Regions from separate parts of the Zea mays genome. Here region 2 is linked to region 1. A link is a contact called in public Hi-C data. All regions are on one chromosome and are shown on one strand. Each heading gives the region's core, a stretch centred on a gene start, on an enhancer-like site or on the middle of the called end of the contact. The rest is flanking DNA. Distances are from core to core; before and after follow the strand shown. Region 1 holds the start of LOC732839 (laccase-like). Region 2 overlaps LOC100276416 (exocyst complex component SEC6).

Region 1 (4,373 bases), core at 453-2,952:
ATCAAATATTGGATGACAACTTGCAGATGATCAAATGTATTTGGGTTGATCAAGGGGGAGTGTTACAAAATGTTTCACATGTGATCAATCCCAACTGGTGGCAGTTATTGCCTAAGGGTCGCACCCCTTTGGGGACCCTGTGTACTACACTATATATACATCTATCTCTGCAATAAAGAATCAATCCTCTGTCATTTGTCTATGTTGTTTTCCATTTTGCCACTGAGCACTGCAATAGATCACAACACCTATAACATTAACAAGGTAAACATGGTAGCCAAAGTAATTAAGTTTTGGAAATGTAAAAGGTCAATGAATGAAATTTGTGGAGTTGTTCTAAACGTCGATGCCATCTGTGAAGGGGATAAGCACATGCACATCAGCTTCGTGTTCGACTTCTGCGCCGGGCCGGGGCCACTTGTGTGCTGTGGACATCACATTGCCAGTTTGTTCGTTACCGGGCTACATTGTCCTAGACTCCTAGTACTGGCTCATGCATGCATACGTGCTCGCTTTCGTAATCCATGCAATGCAAAAGAACCGGTCGAAAAGTCTCCGCGCACGAATTTCCCTAGTTAAGTCAAAACGGCATCATCTGCTAGCGCGCTAGTAGTAGTAGTAATTAATACTCCTAAAAAAGGTCAGGAAAAAGACCGGTGCCTGGAAACTGGCCTGCTAGCTTTTGGGCTTTTGGCTTGCGTCACGCACGCGGGAGCTCAAACATTTGCTTGAGACGCTGGGAACTGGGGGGATGCATGACGGCGACGAACGGACGGATTAAAGCCAAACGGATTTACTATGTTATTGGAGTCTTTGACACAACCACACACGTCTGTCACACATATTACTGTCGCGAAGAAAAAGAGCTGCAGATACAGTACCAGTAGTTGTAGTATCTTCTTGATTTAACTTGGGACCGAAGAAACAGCCAGAGCCAGCCGGCCCGGATCAGCTAAAAATGTGAATCTTCTTGATGATTAATTGCATAGTCAGCATAGATGTAGGTTCGTTATATACCCACGTTCATATATCGGTAGCCAAATTGATCACCGCCCTGCAACCTTCGATAATCTTAGGTGTGCCAAATACTAGCCCTAACTTTAATTTTACAGCACCCAACCCAACCATTCGCTGTAAGCTGCAACACCTGCCTGCTGTTCGTTGAAAACTTGCATGGAGTTCCTTGACCTTGACTCGTTCCAGCCTCGATTGATCTCCAGCAGGTGACTAATTAAACGAATTAAACTAGCAACCCCGGCCCGCAGATGTCGCCGTCGTGCCAGTTCCCGGTGACGCTCGGACGACGTCGTCGTCGTCACATACTCACACACGCTAGCTAGCTTGCGCGCCACCGCGGCGAGAGGCGGTAGTAGCTATGCTAGGCTACGTACGCCAATCAACTCACGCTAACGGAGGAGGAGGCCGGGCGCCGTCTCAGGGCACGCGGCTTCTGGAGCCACATTGTCGCCGGCGAAAAAAAAACGCTGCTAGAACGTGGACGAGTTGCTAAGCTAGCTAGACAAGACAATCATTCGACGAAGCTATCGACCGGACCGGCCGGCGGGGAAGTTTAGGTACCGACTGGTGGCGGCATGACGAACGAAACATGCATATGCATTCGTCCCCTCGTCGTCGTTGGCAGCTCTCGCTCCTCTATAAATACCAGCGCCATCCGCTTCAGATGAGCATCGATCCCAGCAACGCACGGAGCGTACGTACATTGCAGTAGCTAGCTATAGCTGGCCGGCCATCCCCTCTCGCTCGCTGCTAAACACGTTCCAGCTTGTTTGCTCAGAGAAACAGCGCGCGCGCACACACACACACATCATCATCATCGATTCATCGTACACAGGATCAGAGAGCTTAATTAGTTCTAGCTCTGCTGCATGCCCCTTCGACAACGTCCGACGATGGGCGGCGGCGGCGGCGGTGTAGCTAAGATGCCGGCAGGCCAGCTCTGGTTATTACTGCTAGGCGTGTTGTTGTTAGCATTTGGAGTCCCAGCCCAGGCCTCCAGGAATACTCACTACGACTTCGTTGTAAGTTGATCGATCTCGACGATATATCTCAATATCTCATTTCGACTTTATATTACCGGCCAATTTAATTTCAGAGACGCAGGCAGTTACCTGAGAACGTTAGTGCTAGCTTGCGGGCACCTTACAAATAATCAGCCGCTGTACATGCGTGTTCTAGTTTTCAAATAAATGTCTAGCTACTAGGTTGATGTGATTCATGTTTGCATGGCTTCAGAACATTTGAATTCAAGTGTCTAGCTAGGTCTAGGTACGTAGTCTATCTGATTGGTTGCCCGTATCGCTTTATTCTGGTCCTCTGCGTGCATTGACTTTGATTAAGCGTGTGTTTGGTTACCCGCACGTGGAAGGTGCGGATTGTACGAGCCGATGCAAAACAAGCCATTTAGAGGCCAATTGACTGCATCCGCTCGTACCGCCGAAATGCCGGTATCTGGCCAGCCAGGCTCAGGACAGCCTGTAGCTACGGACACACTTAACCAATCAGGGCCAGTATGAACCGTTGGATGCTCTGCATGAGCATGATGGAGTAAGTAGAACTAGCTAGCTGTACTGTACTGTATCCCGACAGGCACAGCCACAGATGATTGACTTCTTACTTGCTTGTACGTCTAGCTATAAACCGTATTAATTAGTTAGGTATATTTGCTAAGCATAGAAACTACGGGAAACCACACTTTTCCCGTTTCCCCATCATCGTCATCACTTGAGAAAAAAAATCTAGCAACGATGTGACACGTCTTATTAGATAGCGCTGCTTGTTAATCTTTTTCCATTCCAGCTATCTAGCTATGCTCCTTGACGCGCACTGCTACGTGCTACAATATATACATACATACATAATATATGTATGTGTATACATGATTTTAATATATGTAGAGAAGGAGGACGACGACGTCTAAATATAACGCCGGTGTGGGGTGTGTGATATATATATATTTTGCAGATAACTGAGACGAAGGTCACCCGACTATGCCATGAGAAGACCATCCTGGCCGTGAACGGGCAGTTCCCGGGGCCGACCATCTACGCGCGCAAGGACGACGTGGTCATCGTCAACGTGTACAACCAGGGCTACAAGAACATCACCCTCCACTGGCACGGCGTGGACCAGCCGCGGAACCCGTGGTCCGATGGCCCGGAGTACATCACGCAGTGCCCCATCCAGCCCGGCGCCAACTTCACCTACAAGATCATCTTCACCGAGGAGGAAGGCACGCTGTGGTGGCACGCGCACAGCGAATTCGACCGCGCCACCGTGCACGGCGCCATCGTCATCCACCCCAAGCGCGGCACCGTCTACCCCTACCCCAAGCCGCACAAGGAGATGCCCATCATCCTCGGCGAGTGGTGGAACGCGGACGTGGAGCAGATCCTCCTCGAGTCCCAGCGGACCGGCGGCGACGTCAACATTTCGGACGCCAACACCATCAACGGCCAGCCCGGCGACTTCGCCCCGTGCTCCAAGGAGGACACCTTCAAGATGTCCGTGGAGCACGGCAAGACGTACCTGCTCCGGGTCATCAACGCGGGGCTCACCAACGAGATGTTCTTCGCCGTCGCCGGGCACCGCCTCACGGTGGTCGGCACCGACGGCCGCTACCTCAGGCCGTTCACCGTCGACTACATCCTCATCTCCCCCGGACAGACCATGAACATGCTCCTCGAGGCCAACTGCGCCACCGACGGCTCAGCCAACAGCCGCTACTACATGGCTGCGAGGCCGTTCTTCACCAACACGGCAGTCAATGTCGACGACAAAAACACCACGGCCATTCTGGAGTACACGGACGCGCCACCCTCCGCGGGGCCACCGGACTCCCCCGACCTGCCGGCCATGGACGACATCGCCGCGGCGACGGCGTACACGGCGCAGCTCCGGTCCCTGGTCACCAAGGAGCATCCGATCGACGTGCCGATGGAGGTGGACGAGCACATGCTCGTGACGATCTCCGTCAACACGATCCCCTGCGAGCCCAACAAGACGTGCGCCGGCCCCGGAAACAACCGCCTCGCCGCGAGCCTGAACAACGTCAGCTTCATGAACCCGACCATCGACATCCTCGACGCCTACTACGACTCCATCAGCGGCGTGTACGAGCCGGACTTCCCCAACAAGCCGCCCTTCTTCTTCAACTTCACCGCTCCCAACCCGCCACAGGACCTCTGGTTCACGAAGCGGGGCACCAAGGTGAAGGTGGTGGAGTACGGCACCGTCCTGGAGGTGGTGTTCCAGGACACGGCCATCCTCGGCGCCGAGAGCCACCCCATGCACCTGCACGGCTTCAGCTTCTACGTGGTGGGCCGAGGCTTCGGTAACTTCGACAAGGACAAGGA
Region 2 (4,708 bases), core at 1,846-4,345, 160 kb after region 1:
CACAACAGTATCTAATGTTTTCATCATGTAGCTTGTTTTTGTGGAGGACTTGATGGAAGCTTTGGAGGAAGCCAAAGCAGTAAGAATTCTATTTCTTATCTTTGGTTATTGGTTGATTGAATGCACTTCTGTGAGTTCTAAACTTATGAGTTACATGATTCATGTTGGTGAAACTGTCATGGTCAAAACATGTTTGTTAATTAGCGTTACTAACCTGGCATACAGAAATTCACAGTTTAGAACGGACCATACAATATTATCAGCTAATTAAAATTTATTTGTCATGCACAAGGGAAAATGTTGTTGTTGGTCTTCTCTACAAATATTCCCGTAACAGGTGTTGGACAGCAGATCGCCTTAGGAAGAGAGGTCTGGATCACACTAAAAGATGTGTTTTATGTGATCAGAAAGAGGAGGACGTTCAGCACTTACTAACTGTGTTTTCATCCGGGAATTCTGGTTTAAAGTTCTTAATCATTTGGGTCTTGCTTCCCGTGCACCTAACCAGTCCGAGCTCTCCTTTGTTGATTGGTGGCACAGAGCTTGCAAACACCTGCAGAGGGACAAAAAGAAAGGATTGAATTCCCTGATTATTTTGGGTGCTTGGATGATCTGGAAACATTGTAACAGATGTGTTTTTGAGTCAACTAATCCCAGCCTTGGTGTCCTGCTCTCTGATCTCCAGGTGCAGCACCATCTATGGTGTAGGGCTGGGGCCAAGGCCCTGCGTGAGTTAGGTCAGTTAGGTGGATTGTCTTAGTGTCTGTTGGTCTGGTTGGTCTGTCCCAAGTCTCTCTCTCTCTCCTTTTTTTTCTCTTTTGCAGCCCATCTCCTTGGGTCCGAAGGGACGTGGTGTGGTGCTGTATGGACCCCTCCCTATTTTTCTCCTTAATACAATGATACGTAACTCTCCTGCGTATTCAAGAAAAAAATATTTAAGCCACATAAAATAGTACTGTTTTGAACATAGACATGGTCCCCAAAACAACTTTGATCAAATATCTGTATCAAAATATATGTTTTTTGAAGGGAAAATGCTGTAGGGGAAACCCCTACAACGCGATTTTATTGAAACTTTTTTGAAATGGAAAGAAAATTACAAGCGGGATCAAAGAAGACAAGGAAGAAGCTATCGAGAGTTTAGCCAAAGCAATAGACTAGTTTTAAGAGGGGTAAAATCTCAGCATTTGCGTCGCCAAGAAGAAAAAGAAGGAGCCTTATTCCTAAAGATGAAGTCATTCCTATGCTTCCAAATGCACCAAACCACTAGTGCCAAAATTTCCATGAAGAAACTGTGGCCAAAGGCACCCTTGGTCTCATGAATCATCGAAAAGAAGTCAAGATCATGATTCCAATGGAGACCCACATAACTCTAGCAGTCTGTACAGAAAGGACAACGAAACAACAGGTGCTAACTGCTAAGTCGTCTCTTCGCAGTGCAGGTCACATAGAGTGCAGTCAAGGTTGTTGTCCGGTGGCAAAAAGCCCTTTCTTCTAAGAATGTTCTTGGAGTTGATTCTGTCTCCGAAGACCAGCTATATAAAAATCTTGAATTTCTTCCCAACCTTGGACTGTCAAATCTAATTAAAGGCAGCAGGAGGCTGGATTGACTGAAAAGTAAGGCTATAACTTGGATGAGCTGAAAGTAGAATTGCCCCACGGACGGATAGGTCCATTTGTCTTTAACAGCTGTAGAGTTCTGAAGGTAACTCACAAGCTTGTGGAAACCAAGATATTCCTGAGCGGTCTGAGAAAATAAAGGAGTATGGAAATTGTGCTCTAGATCCATGTTGGTTAAAAATTCTTGAATTTAGCATTCTTTTTTCTTGGCGAAAGAGAAGAGACAAGGGAAAGTGAATCTGGGGGAGATATTGTTCCAAACATCAAGCCACAACAGAATTGTTCTGCCATCCCCAGCCCAAGGCATAGTATGGCCTCTGAAATAGTCAACCAGCCTGGAAACATCCTTCCACCATAAAGAGCCTGTTTTAGGGTAGCCATGGGAGACCCTGCCCCCAGATTAGTGAGTGGTCCAAATTAGATTTACCCAAGGTATGTCTTCTCTGCCATAGAATTTGTGAATGTATTTAAGCAAGAGGGTCGTGTTCTGAATCTTCAAATTGAGAACACCCAAGCCCCCTCTATTTCTAGGACAGCACACTTTGTCCTAGGCAACCAGAGGGTTTCAAGTGCGCATTTTAACTGCTGCTGACAGTCCCTTCTGATTGTTTAACTGCTGCCGACAGTCCCTTCTGATACAATCGATACCGTTAATGACCATTACCGGTATCTTAAGTGTGCACATTGTAAAGATGGGCATCGCTGAGAAAGTAGAGTTGACCAGAGTAAGTCTTCCTGCTATAGATAACCAAGAACTGATGGTACTGAGCCTTCTTTCAACTTTGGTGATGAGAGGGAGATAGTTTTGACTTTCGGCCTCATGAGGCCCATTGGCAAACCCAAATATGTGAACGGGAAGGTGCCAACTTGTGACATCCAAACATTGCCGCCAGCTGAGTGGTTTTGGTGACATCAAGGTTGATCGCCGACAAGGGAAGGGGAAGGGGGAGGTGATGGTTGCCGAAGCAGCGGACACGGTGGCACCTGCCGTGGTGGGGGAGAGGGTGGCCCGAGGCATCTGCAACCCAGCCTCAGAACAGAGGACGGGTCAGCGGCGGCGCCGACCGTGATGGGGAAGGAGAGGCCCACCCAGGGTGCCTGCAACCCAACCGATGCCAGATGAAGAGCAGTCTGAGCAGAGGCGGTGGACTGAGTGGCACATTCATTGGGGAGGGGAGCGGAAGCACGAGGGCCGCGTTATTGCTGGCGGCCGCGGAGAAGAGAGCGGCGATGCACCAACTAGTGGTCGTGCTCGCGCCGGCGGCTGTGCGCATGCCAGCTGCTGCGCCCACGCCGCAGCGAAAGGAGGTGGTGGCAGCAGCCAGTAAAGCAGGGGACACTGCGGCAGCGACTTGGAGGAAGGGGGGGAGGGTGGTGTTCGTGGTGGAGAAGCCCGACGGAGGTAGGCTGTCGGCCATGGGGGCAGCGGCGGCAACGACTGGGGGTAGAGGAGGCTGGCAGCTGTGAAGAGAGGGGGAATGGAAGAGACCTAGCTAACTATCATGTTGGAGAGTAAAACCCTAACCCTAATCCTAAGTTGGGAGTGTATTAAATAGAAGTATTAGGTGGGCCAAAACCCGTTACAATAGAGGTATACAGTGAAACCCTAACAAAATCCTAACAATATTCTGATAGTAATATCCTAAACACCACCTTTCTTTTGTGACTAACGCATGCGTGTGCGCATGTGGGAGGGGGGATCTCACCATCCTACTGGCTCTGTAATTTGGGGTGTAAAAAGAAGTACTTGATGTTTCTTTAGAAAATGTACTTACCTTGGTTTATCTTAATAATCTTTTTGACTTATAGCTTGCTACTTTGCTTCTATTGCAACACAGATTGGAGAGGAGCTTGGTGATATATATGATTATGTTGCACCATGCTTTCCTTCTAGGTATGTTGATAATTAGTATAATGCACAGTGCCGGTCCTGATATTTTAGAGGCCCGGGACAAGACTTATAATGGAGGCCCTTGATAATATTAATTATTACACATAATTATAGTGCATATATATATTGTTAATAAATATTTATGTATATTTGAAAACGTTGTTCATATTAAATACAAAGTAACTAAAATATAACATAACATCTCGTAGAAAAATGGGTATATATGTGTCTAGATGACTCAAAAGAAAATGGGTATATATGTATCTAGATGACTCAAAAGAAGGTTACTTCGAACAATGATCAAATAGATGTAATACGTTGTGAGATCAATCGATCATGTCATGTTAGTTTCGTGTTCGCTATGTAGGGAAAGACAAAAGCGTTGTCGTACCCAATGTCGTGTGTTGGCTACCGAGAGGTGACGGCACGACCGCCTGTCTGTTTGCGACTGAGAGCCTAGGCAGATGGGCCTGAGACTACAAAGTACTACTACTAGAATATAGAAATCAAGATTAATGGGTTACGTCTAATTCTCCTTGCTTGTTGTTGCCGTGTTGTTGACTTATAATTAGGTCTTTAAAAGTTTTGTAGAGCCAATAGACATATATATACAATATACGCTATATGGCTGTATATATATACTGTTATTTAGTAACTAAAGTGAGGCCCCATTAATTTAGGGGCCCTGGTCGGGGGCACTGCTCGACCCCCGCCAGGGCCGGCACTGATAATGCACAAACTACACTTATCTAGTTGCTAGATTTGGAATATTTGTTCTGTATACACAATAATTTGGCAATCAGTTTACTATGTCAAAGACAAGTCTACGCACATCAACATAATCTAAAAATATATATAAAAAGACAGGCATGTTAAGAGCTCACACAATGGGGCAATGGACCACAATTTGTCTCATAAAATTACCTTTTGTTGAATGCTTCCAAATTCGTGTTCCTTATAATTTCTCAATATGTCATTTGATAGAGAACATGCATAATGTTTTCTCGAACACGCAAGAGAACTGCGTGTCATTTTATTAAGAGGATAAGAAAGGTCTAAGGTGGACCAAAATACAAAGTGCCCGAGAAGGCAGCAAACGAGAGGAGGGGGCAGAAAAAGGAAGAAAAAAGAATAAAAGAATAAAAGTAACTAAAAACAAGAGAAAAAAGAGGAGGGGGCAACAACCCCACACCAACC

What was found. A called contact is a pair of places that touch in the nucleus more often than the background predicts.
Region 2: a Hi-C map of ear shows a contact between it and region 1, with 2.9 times the contacts expected there. The contact joins the enhancer-like site here to the promoter of LOC732839 in region 1. A contact is called at or near these places in 3 of 25 Hi-C or Micro-C datasets (ear, leaf and tassel).

The regions. Positions count from the first base shown.
Region 1 is chr4:186,459,035-186,463,407 of Zm-B73-REFERENCE-NAM-5.0, forward strand. LOC732839 (laccase-like) reads left to right here and starts at 1,703. Exons shown (of 3, transcript NM_001112445.2): 1 at 1,703-2,039; 2 at 2,983-4,373. The coding sequence starts at 1,887.
Region 2 is chr4:186,620,311-186,625,018 of Zm-B73-REFERENCE-NAM-5.0, forward strand. LOC100276416 (exocyst complex component SEC6) reads left to right here. Exons shown (of 25, transcript XM_020552753.2): 11 at 32-79; 12 at 3,459-3,514. Among protein-coding and RNA genes, the nearest start is that of LOC103654254, 16 kb to the left of the region's middle. Within about 2 kb of position 3,096, at least 8 of the 20 cell types and tissues checked have an H3K27ac peak or open chromatin away from gene starts, as enhancers often do. A contact at or near this core is called in ear and tassel, where this site is marked.